Linked DNA regions of Pan troglodytes: region 1 is linked to region 2. Evidence: chromatin contacts called from public HiChIP or PLAC-seq data. All regions are on one chromosome and are shown on one strand. The core of a region is the stretch at or near the end of the contact, and the rest is flanking DNA. Distances in the headings are between cores, read along the strand shown.

Region 1 (5,472 bases), core at 1,180-3,679, 190 kb after region 2:
GAGGTTGCAGTGAGCTGAGATCACGCCACTGCACTCCAGCCTGGGTGACAGAGGAAGACCGTCTCAAAAAAAAAAAAAAAAATTCTCAGACCTTCCACAACCCCTTCTAGAGTTGGAGGGTTGCGGGGTACTCAAAGCACACAGACAGCTTTCATCAAATTCTTCCTCCAATGCCTGCTTCTCCTGGCCACCTTTACTTCAACTCTTTCATATCCTTAAGTGTGTGAGGGGCATAGGTGATCTTACCTTGGAAAGTTCAGGGATTTTGGAGCCTCAGCTGCAACTGAGAGTTACACAGTTCCATTTTAACAACCAATTACTCCAAGTTAAAACTCATAAAATGCCAACCAAAAATTAATCTGGCCCCCTCCAGTCTTTTATTGTCTCCCTTACTGAACTCATCCACACACCCACACACCATGCTGTCAGCCAAATAGAAGTGTCACTGGATTAATTTCCGAGATAAATATGGGAACTTTAGAAAGTTCACAAACTCAGCAGTTGTCAGGAACCCAGCTTTGCTTTGCCGACATTTGCCCATGGTTTCTGGCCTGAGATGTGCAGGTTAGAACGGAGCTCATCTCCCACCAGCCCTGAGCTGCTGAGATACAGACTCATGATGGGGTTTTTATTATCATTCTTGTCTTAAGGCATCACCATCACATACCAGCTTTCATGGGGCTCTCACTCTCCAGCACCACCCCCGCACACACCCACACACTGCCCTAGACACTCTTTGGAGCCTGACATCCCACATTCACTTGATAAATATTTACAGCTTAAGAGACAGCAGGCTGGAAAGCACATGGCAGCCATGGATCCCACCCACAGTGGGACTCACTTGGTGTCGGCTTGGCTTGTAAACCTCTCTGAATGCAGGGCAAGGCGTCCTGGGGAAGAAGCTATAAACAAGCATTGCTTGGCTGAACCCCTAATTGACAGAATCTTGAAACCAGAGACTGAGTCTAGGTTTCCTGCATAGCCCATGAGCTTTAGATCTCGGTGGGTGCACACCCTCAATGGAAGACAAGCTTGAGGATAAGATGGATTTTACTTTTGAAAGATGACTCTCCTTTGCATGTAAGTCAAGAAACAATATCCAGACATCCCCCAAAAGACTTCCTCATGCAGATTCTCAACATTTTCTAGGTCCTGGACTCATTTGAGAATATGATTAAAGTTGTAGGTACTCTACCCAGAAAAGAAATGCACGAAGGCACATACACACAGCACTTGCATGTAATAACTTTAAAGATTGAAAGATGAATTAGATCCAAACCTCTGCCTTCCAGGAGCTGACAGTCTTGCAGAAAAGGTAAACAACAATAAGCAAAATGAGTGTCAATATAGATGAGAAAGTGACTCACACTTTGAAGGGCTGTGGAGCTTATGTATTTTGAGTTCAGGGAGACGGAGATCAGGTTGTGAGGTAAAGAGCCCAGCAGAGGGCAAAGGACTCAGCCCTAATTGCTATTGAGGTGTACTCCAGCTGTCTGCAGAGGGCCTCTGCTCCTCAGTACCTAAGTGAGATGGCCTTAGACTTCTGAATCCCATGGACTGGAGATTCAACACCCTCCCCAGTATATCTGCTGGTCCCCTGGGAGGACTCGTGGTCTCCTGGTCTTTTTACCTCTCAAAACTCTGGCCTCCTCTCACATCCCTTCTGTCCCCATAGTACGTTCTCCCCAACATAAAATTCAGTCACTTCGTTCGTTTCCACAACAAAAAGTTGACCACCGCAAGCATTTACACAAGCTTTGTGGAAAAATGGGGTGGGGGTGGGGTTCCTGGAAAAGGGCCATATAATACCACACCTGGCTTTTGCCATCTGCTGAGTCCTTCTGCCTTCTCTCCATACTTTTGTCTCTTTTCTCCTCTTTTTCAGGAGCAACTCAAAAAGTTCCTAAAGCTTTAGTGTGAGAGGACACTGAGGGCTGGGGTGGGAGTGAGGTGGGGGGTGTGTGAGTGGGGGGGAACTACCCTCCTTGCAAGCCCTTATCAAGGCATCTTTCCAAAACACACAGACTGATTGCTCCAAGAGGAATTTGGCAATAAAAATCTCTCCATACCACTTATATTGGTTAGCTTAAAAGACAAAATCCACTCTGGCCAGATTAAGCAAGAGAGGATTTATGACAAAGTATTAAGTGTCTTACAAAACTACTAGGTGGGATTTAGAAGAGACTTTAAGTTGAGATTTCAGCAAGGCTTACCCAAATGAAACCTGGGCCCCGTGCCAATAAGGGGGCTGCTGGGTCGCCTCTGACCAGGACCGGCCCCCAGCAGAATGGATGCCCCTCGCCTCCCAACGTCATGAGGACGGTGACAGGGCTGCAGTGCCAGTCGCCTCACGGAAGTGCCCGCAGAAACAGCGGGAGCAGCAGGCAAGGGTCTTCGTTGGCTTCCGCCCAAATCTCACACAGTGCGTCTGATTCGCTGAGCCTTAACGCCCTCGGACCCCTGACCGCATGGGAATCTGGGAAACGTAGTTTTTAGCTTTCCAGCCTTCGCACTACCGGAGAGTTCACTAGAAGGCAGACGTAATAAAGGTTGAGTGTCAATCTACTGTATACAGATAAACCACACCATATCATTTTGAATGGGGGGAGAGAGGAAGAAGGTGGAGGGGAGAAGAGAATTCGCTTTTATTAGGCACCTACTGTAAACGAGGTAACTTATATCCCTCAATTCCTATAACACGATGAGTAGGCCTTATCACCACATTAAAGATATGGGAACTAAGGCTTACAGAGAATAAGGTTTTTTCGCGGGTTTTGTTTTTTGTTGTTGTTGTTTTTTATTTTTTTGAGACAGGGTCTTGCTCTGTTACCCAGGCTGGAGTGCAGCAGCACGATCACAGCTCACTGCAGCCTCAATTTCTCAGGCTCAAGCGATCCTCCCACCTTAGCATCCTGAGAAGCTGGGACCACAGGTGCACACCATCATGCCCAGCTAATTTTTAAATTACTTGTAAAGATAGGATCTCATAATGTTGCTCAGGCTGGTCTGAAACTCCTGGGCTTAAGTGATCCTCCCACCTTGGCCCCCCTAAAGCACTGGGATTACAAACATGAGCCACCACACCCAGCCCATACAGAGGATGTCACCTTTCCTCCAGTCACATCAATACAGCTGCATCCCAGGACAGTAGGGGAAACTCCAAAAATCATACAAGCTAAGGAAAGGTAGCTTAGCTTATAGATCCATCTATTAGAAATTCCAAAAGTTCCACACAGTCCCCACTTTGCTGTCCTCTGTGCACAAGTTCCTCCTATTCTGACCATCCTGATCGTCTCAGGACCCACCTCGTCTTCCAGCTTCTGTCTGAGGCAGCCATCAGGGTGACACTCTGCTGGGCTGGCATGCCCACTGACACCCTTCCAGAAGCATAGAGGCAGCTTCTCAGAGGACTTCTTCTGGTAGGAGCTTGTGGCTGTTTCTTACAACATCATGGATGATTCAGGAACATGGGTGTGCAGTGGCTTCATAATTCCAATCCCAACCTCAGCCTCTGCAGAGCTGTCCTGCAGCCTCATTTTTGTCCCCCACACATTTCATCACAAGAGAGTAGTCTCCACCTTCCCCACTCAAGCAGTGGCTTTGGGTTTGAAGTCGGCTTGTCTGTCAGTTGCCAACCATGCTACAAACTTGACTAATCTCTGAGCTCCAACCTCAGGGCCCCCACTTGTAGTTTCTCACAGAAGTCAGACTTGTCTTCCTCAGACGTATATGGGCCTCCCAAGTGGGCTTCAATTCCTCAGAACCTTCCTCGATGTTCTTTTGTGCAGAGAATAACAGAGGCCGGTCTCTTCACAAGCCTAACATGAGAACCTAATGGGGCCAGGCGCGGTGGCTCATGCCTGTAATCCCAGCACTTTGGGAGGCCAAGGTGGGCAGATTATTTGAGGTCAGGAGTTCGAGACCAACCTGGCCAATATGGTGAAACCCCCATCTCTACTAAAAATACAAAAATTAGCCAGGTGTGGTGGCAGACACCTGTAATCCCAGCTACTTGTGAGGCTGAGGCAGGAGAATCGCTTGAGCCCAACCCAGGAGGTGGGGAGGTAGAGGATGCAGAGAGCTGAGATCTTCCCACTGCACTCCAGCCTGGGCAACAAGAGTAAAACACCTCGAAAAAAAAAAAAAGAACCTAATGGGATAATTATGAGATGCCCTCATACATGTTTAGACCTCAGTAAATCCCAATTGTTTGCCTCTACTCCCTTCCTGTGGTAGGCCACTTCTGAAATGGTCTTGATGATCTGGATAGTCATGAAACCGCCTTTGCAAAAATTTTAACTGAGAAATTTATGACAGTGAAAGAGATCTGACCTAACTGACTCCATCTTGCTTCTAACCTCCAAGCTGTCCGTGTTCATTCCTGGGCACAGGCTGAACTAACTTTGGGAGGAAGTCAGTTTTTAGTTTAACTTTGAAATAAAGATGATAACAGCCCTTTCCCAAAACAAACCCCCTTCCTGCCTGGGAACTATACTGCCTTTGCAGGACTAACAAATTTGCCACAAGATTAGAAATTGTGGTTTAGGAGTCACGCAGCTGGAGGCTGTAAGATTCTGAACCTTCCCAAATTGCATCCTGGGGCTAATATCACTATTGTAAAGCCTAAGATCAGTGCTTGAGATATTTTGCAGACCCTGCCCTCAAAGGATGAGCTGGTACCACCCAGATTGATAAACTGGCTCATCCAGTCATGTGGCCCCTACCCAGGAACTGACTCAGTGCAAGAGGACAGCTTCAACTCCCTATGACTTCATATCCCACCTGACCAATCAGCACTCCCCACTTCCCGACACCCTACTCAGCAAATTATCATTAAGAACCCCAATCCTCGAGTTTTCAGGGAGACAGCTTTGAGTAATAATAAAACTCTGGTCTCCCACACAGCTGACTCTGTGTGAATTAAACTCTTTCTCTATTGCAATTTCCCTGTCTTGATAAATTGGCTCTGTCTAGGCAGCAGGCAAGGAGAACCCAATAGGCAGTTACAGTCACATCTTGGTGTGTCCCCTCGTGTGTGTGTGTGTGTGTGTGTGTGTGTACTGTACAGAGTGAGTTGCTTCTAACATAATAGGACTAAAGTGATGGGGTGTCACTTCTGAGATTAGGCTATAAAGGACTATGACTTTCATCTTCCTTGCATCTTCTCTCTCTCTGTCTCTCTCTTTCTCTCTCTCTCTCTCCCTGCTAGCTAGGGAGTCAAGGGGGGGTACCCAGGACACAGAATTGAAGAAGACACTCCTTCTCTGGCCCATGCAAGTGCAGGGTCAGCACCTGAGAGTGAGTGTCTCCTCAAATGCTGTGCCCCGAGTGCCTTGCCTGCCTCACCTTCCTTCTAGCCAGCTCCCAGGGCAGACCTGACCTGCACCCCTATCCCAGCCTTGACAATCTCTGAACAGGTCCTGGCCAAGCATGGTGATCAGATTTCCTACCTCCTCCAGCTTGATTTCTGGG
Region 2 (5,231 bases), core at 807-3,306:
TAAAATAACTAAAGCAAAATGGAAAAGGCTGAAAATGCACCAAAATGACTAAATGACAAGTACTGCACTGTAGTATTTTAAAAACCTCTCTGAAACCAGTTCTCCATCAAATTTTGTATCAACCTCACTTAAAAGGATTTAATTGAAATAAACATCAATGATTTTCACTGTCAAGTCAACTTTAACATCAGTAATAAATACCAGGTACTAATGACTGGGTCCCTAAGGATATTATTTACTTTATTACTCATTGTTTACTCAAACTGTAGATCTGTAAACAGATATTAACTTTTTTTTTCAAGACAAGTTAATATAGATACATAGTGAAATAATTAGGCCAGAGTCACTATAGAGTCCGGAATGCCTGTTCCAGAATCAAAGATCTTGATCAGAAAAAGATACATATATATACATATATATATATACACACACACATATATACATACGTATATACACACATATATACATACGTATATATATACATATATACACATATATATACACACACACATATATATATATATGAGAGAGAAGGAGAGAGAAACTACAAAAGGATAGAGTGCTGTACTAGGAGATTAAGAATATGGATTTCTCACAGTAACAGTGTGTTTACTAAATGCATTTCATATTGGAAAAAGCATATTAGACTTGTAAGAATTCTCTCTGGACCTCCCTTGCCTTTTTGGGAAGGAAAGCGTGTTTGTATTTAGACGGGAACCAAGAAGGATCAGGCTACACACATCGAATATAAAGTTCATTTACACCAAATGACAAATATTAATTTTTGAAACATATAGTCATATTCTTGAGAAAAAGTTCTAGAAACTGAAGTCAGGCAATGTGAAAGAAAAGGAGAAAAATCCATACTATTTTTGAGCTCTGAATTCAGAAAGCATCACTTCTCAGACGGGTGACTTCGACATGGAGGTGACTCATTTAGGATCGTCGGCCGGTGGCAGCTCATGCCCCCAGACAAAATTCTGAATGGGTAGAGGTCATTTCATAGCAAGAAGAATGGGCAGAAGGGAGTGAAAACGAATAAATTCGTGCTGAAGATGTAAGAATTATAAACAACTGAAAGTGTTCCAGCAGCTTTATATATATGCCAGAGGCAAGAACTGAATTAGCTGGCACCGCTAAATAGGACAGTGTCAGAATATAAAAGGTACACTACCTTTAATAAGGGGCATAGGGATCGATTTCAATAACAATCGTAAATCCACATTTTGTAACGCGAGACAAATAACTGAAGGAATAATTTCAAAAGCTAACACAGAAGCCTTCTGCTCCTGCTGTGTAATCACTACCTTCTTATTATTAGCAAGAAAACGTTCTTTTCTTAGCCGGGTCTCAAGGTAGCAGCTAGTTTGACGAGGAAAGACCTTTGGGAAGGGTAGCAGCCTAAGCCAATTCAGAAGTGTGGGGCTGGCTAAGTAGATCGACGTGGCTATTTCTGAGCTATCGTCCCAGGCAAAAGGTTTCTTATTTGGGTGTCCAGCCCGGCGGAGACCGAGCCCGCGGGCCACCCTAGCGCTCGCTCTGGCTACGCCGCCTCAGCCCCTCCTCAAGCGCACCTGGACATTTAACCAACAGCTAAGTCCGGCGGCCGAATGACTGAGCCGGCGGCAATATTCAAACAACCGTTTTGGGATAGAGAAGGAAAAACTCTCTCCGGGTCCCTCAGAACCACCCCGAGGCGGGACAAGCCACCGCCACCCCGGGCAACTGGAACCCGCCGGGCAGAAGACGGGCGTCAATAGAATGGCCTCCCCAGCCGTCCCCACGCCCCAATCCGAGGCCCGGGAAGGGCGGCGGGGCTAGGCCTGTCTCCCCGCGGAAGCCTGGCTCGGCAGCGGAGGGCCCGCTGGGGTTTCTCTTCCCAGACCCAGAGTCCTGGAGCAGCTAGCAAGGGAAACACGAAAGGACAGCGCCGCGGAGCTCACCCCAGGTTCAAGGCATCGCGCACCCTGCGGCAGCGGCTGCGCCGCCTCAGCCCACAGCTCAGACCTGCGGGTGGCCGCGACTCAGGCCTGGACCCGGTCGCACCTCTGTGACGCAAAGCCCCGCCCCCCGCGCGTTGCCTGGAGACGGCGCCCAACCTTCCTCTGCAGCGCCCCTACCGACCCGCGCTCCGCAGCTCCTGAGGGCTTTCGAGCCCAGATGGTCATCTGAGACGAGAGGTGGCGGCGAAGGAGAGTCTCGCCTGTCACGCTCCCGGAGCAGGGGCTTCATGAGGTGGCCATGGAAACGGCCTGGCGGACTCCCATCTCTCCTGGTGCCATCTCCGGAGCGGAAAGTGGAGCGCCCCGCTGGCGACCAAGGCCGCACTGAGAGCCCTGGTTTGGTCAACAGTTGGGCTCCAAGGTACCACTTCCTAGACCTCCAGCCTCCCCACTGATCATAGATACACAAAGGTCATCATGTTTCTTTATGAAGCAATGGATTGTGTTCACCTAGCCGAGTTGTTAAGCATAAGAGAATGTATGAAAAGTAATTACAAGGTTCAAAATCCTGAGCTTTGATAAATGATAGATATGATGATGAACACATGTTAGTGATATTACTGCTCTGCGGGACGTCTGAATCAATAATTGCTGTCTTTTAAGCATCTGTTGTGTGCCAAATACTGCACTAGGCACTTTACGGGCATTGCTCTTGTTTAAGTCGTCTGCTCAAAGTTGCCTAGACAATAAACAGCAGAGCAAGGATTTTAACCCAGGTACAGCTGACACTGCTGCCTCTATGCTTAGCAGTTAAACTGGTTTTTATGTTTCTTGTTTGCACATCCCTCCTTCACCAGTCACTTGTAGATTCACCTTGTGAAGAGCTAATTCTTCCCTCTAATAATAATACTCTTTGACCATTTACTATATGTCAAACCGTATTTTAAGGACTTTAAAGGTATTAATTTGTTTAATCTTCACAGCAATCCTGTGAGTAGGTATTATTAATACCTTCACTAAGACACAGGCTTAGAAAAGTCGATTAACTTTTCCAAGGTCAAACAACCATTAAGGTGCAGAGCCAGATTCAAACCCAAGCAGACAGAACCCTGAACCTGTGTTTTTAATTCCTGTTTTAAACTGCCTTGGTAGTACGGTAAGACTTCATTAGCGCTAGGTCCATGCCTGTTTGTGCACCATTATTTCCCTGACAGCCAGCATGGTAGTTGTTCAATATTTGAACATTTGATGAATATTTGAACACTGGAAAAGGAAAAAGCTTAAAAATGAAGTATAAATAATGATTTAATAAATTCCAAAAGATATCAAATTCAACAAGATTCCATAGTTCAGCCTAATCCGGGCCTGGGAGTTAGTTAGAAATATTACTCTGTAAAAATTGCCTTCAATTAAACATTGTATTGGAAGTTCTGGTCAATGAAATAAAAAAAGACAAATATATAAAAGGCATCCCAGTTGGAAAGGAAGTTGTAGCACTGCATTTATTTGCATAAGAAAATTGTGGAATACTACAAAAAAGCTGCTAGAACTAATAAGTGAGTTTACAAAAGTTGCAAGATACAAAATCAAATATACAAAAATCAGTTGTATTTCTATATACTAGCAATGAACAATTAGAAATGGAAAATTTTTAAATATCTCTTATCAGCAAAAAAAAAAAAAAAAGCAGCAAATTTGGGACAAATTTGACCAAAGATGAGAAAGACATGTATACTGAAAACTATAAAATATTATGGAATAGCAAAGACATGGAATCAACCCAGGTGCTTATCAATAGTGGATTGGATAAAGAAAGTGTGGTACATATACGCCATGGAATACTATACAACCACAAAAAGGACTAGATCATATCTTTTGCAGCAACATGAATACAGCTGGAGGCCATTGTCCTAAGCAAAATAATGCAGAAACAGGAAACCAAATACCGCATGTTCTCACTTATAAGTAGGAGCTAAACATTGAGTACACAGACACAAAGTTGGGAACAATAAACACTGGGGATTCCAAAAGGGTAGAAAAAACTACTATTGGGTACTGTGTTCACCACTTGGGTGACCTGGATCATTAGAAGCCTAAACCTCAGCATCGTTTGATATACCCATGTAACAAACCTACACGTGTACCCCCTGAATCTAAAATAAAATAAAAAACATTGTTAAGAGAAATTAAAGAAGACCTAAATAAATAGATATATTATGTTCATGAATCAGAAGACTGAGCATTTTTAAGATATCATTTCTGCCTAAATTGACCTACAGATTTAAGGAAATTCCAATAAAAATTCTAGCAGATTTCTTTTTGATGGAAATGACCAAGCTAATTCTAAAATTTATATGGAAATGCAAAGGACCTAGGATAGTCAAGACTTTCATCAAGAAAAACAAAGTTTTAGGACTTACACTACCTGATCTCAAGACATTATAATAAGAGCTACTCAACACAGTATAGTATAGGTATGAAAATAGATAGAGTAATGGAACAGTGTATAGAACCCAGAGATGTATCTATACATATGTCATCAATTGATTTTCGACAAATATGCCAAGGCAATTCAGTGGGGGAAAAGATAATCTTTTCAACAAATAAACCTGAAAAAATTGAATAGCATATGCCAAAAAACTCTTAATATCTTGCTCCTTTCCTCATACTGTCACAGGATTCTTGGAGTGTTGCTCTGCCAGCCAGAAACCTCTGTGGCCGGTGGCTCCTTTGCCCGAGTTTTGCTCAGGCCCACTGGGCTCGTTCTGCCCATTTGGCCTTGCAGGCTGCACTCGGCTCATGCCACTGGCCCAGATCCCATGCCTGCCAAGGACGAGCCAGGCGCAAAGTGGTGAGGGGTGCGTGAGCAAGTGAGCGCGAGGTCTGGCCACTGCGCACAGCTAGGCACGCCAGCTGTGGCGGGGCGGGTGGCTCCAGGTGCCGGCATGGGCGCCGGCTCCTGAAAAGCTGTGGCTGGACCAGGAGTACCACAAGCGGCTTCCACTGCTGGCACTAGGGAATGTGGTGGCACCTGGAAGCTTTGAGATGCCAGGAAATGCAGAGCCCCCAAGAGGGTGTTACAGTCCTGGCTCAGGGAGCTCTTAGGTCTGGGCTTCCCGAAGTGTCAAAGCTCTTCTCTCCTTCTCTCTTCTGTCCTTCTCATCGCTTGCAACATGGGGAGTGAGGGGGTGTTTCAGCCCTGTTTGTGTTACAGTTCTTTCAGTCCTGCCATTTGGCAGGTCCCAAGTTGTTGTCCCACATCCAGGAATAATGAGGTATGCAGACAAC

The links. HiChIP or PLAC-seq counts read pairs in DNA pulled down with a chosen protein or histone mark.
Region 1: a contact with region 2 is called in an H3K4me3 HiChIP or PLAC-seq map of stem cell-derived excitatory neurons, with 6 times the contacts expected there. The contact joins the promoter of IRAG1 here to the promoter of RNF141 in region 2. A contact is called at or near these places in 1 of 1 datasets of contacts at active chromatin or transcription factors (stem cell-derived excitatory neurons) and 1 of 1 other capture datasets (stem cell-derived neural stem cells).

The regions. Positions count from the first base shown.
Region 1 is chr9:14,879,175-14,884,646 of NHGRI_mPanTro3-v2.0_pri, forward strand. It overlaps IRAG1 (inositol 1,4,5-triphosphate receptor associated 1), which reads right to left and starts at 2,430. Exons shown (of 21, transcript XM_063782804.1): 1 at 2,214-2,430.
Region 2 is chr9:14,689,171-14,694,401 of NHGRI_mPanTro3-v2.0_pri, forward strand. It overlaps RNF141 (ring finger protein 141), which reads right to left and starts at 2,057. Exons shown (of 6, transcript XM_508282.9): 1 at 1,944-2,057. It overlaps LOC134807238 (a long non-coding RNA gene), which reads left to right and starts at 2,040. Exons shown (of 3, transcript XR_010147147.1): 1 at 2,040-2,364.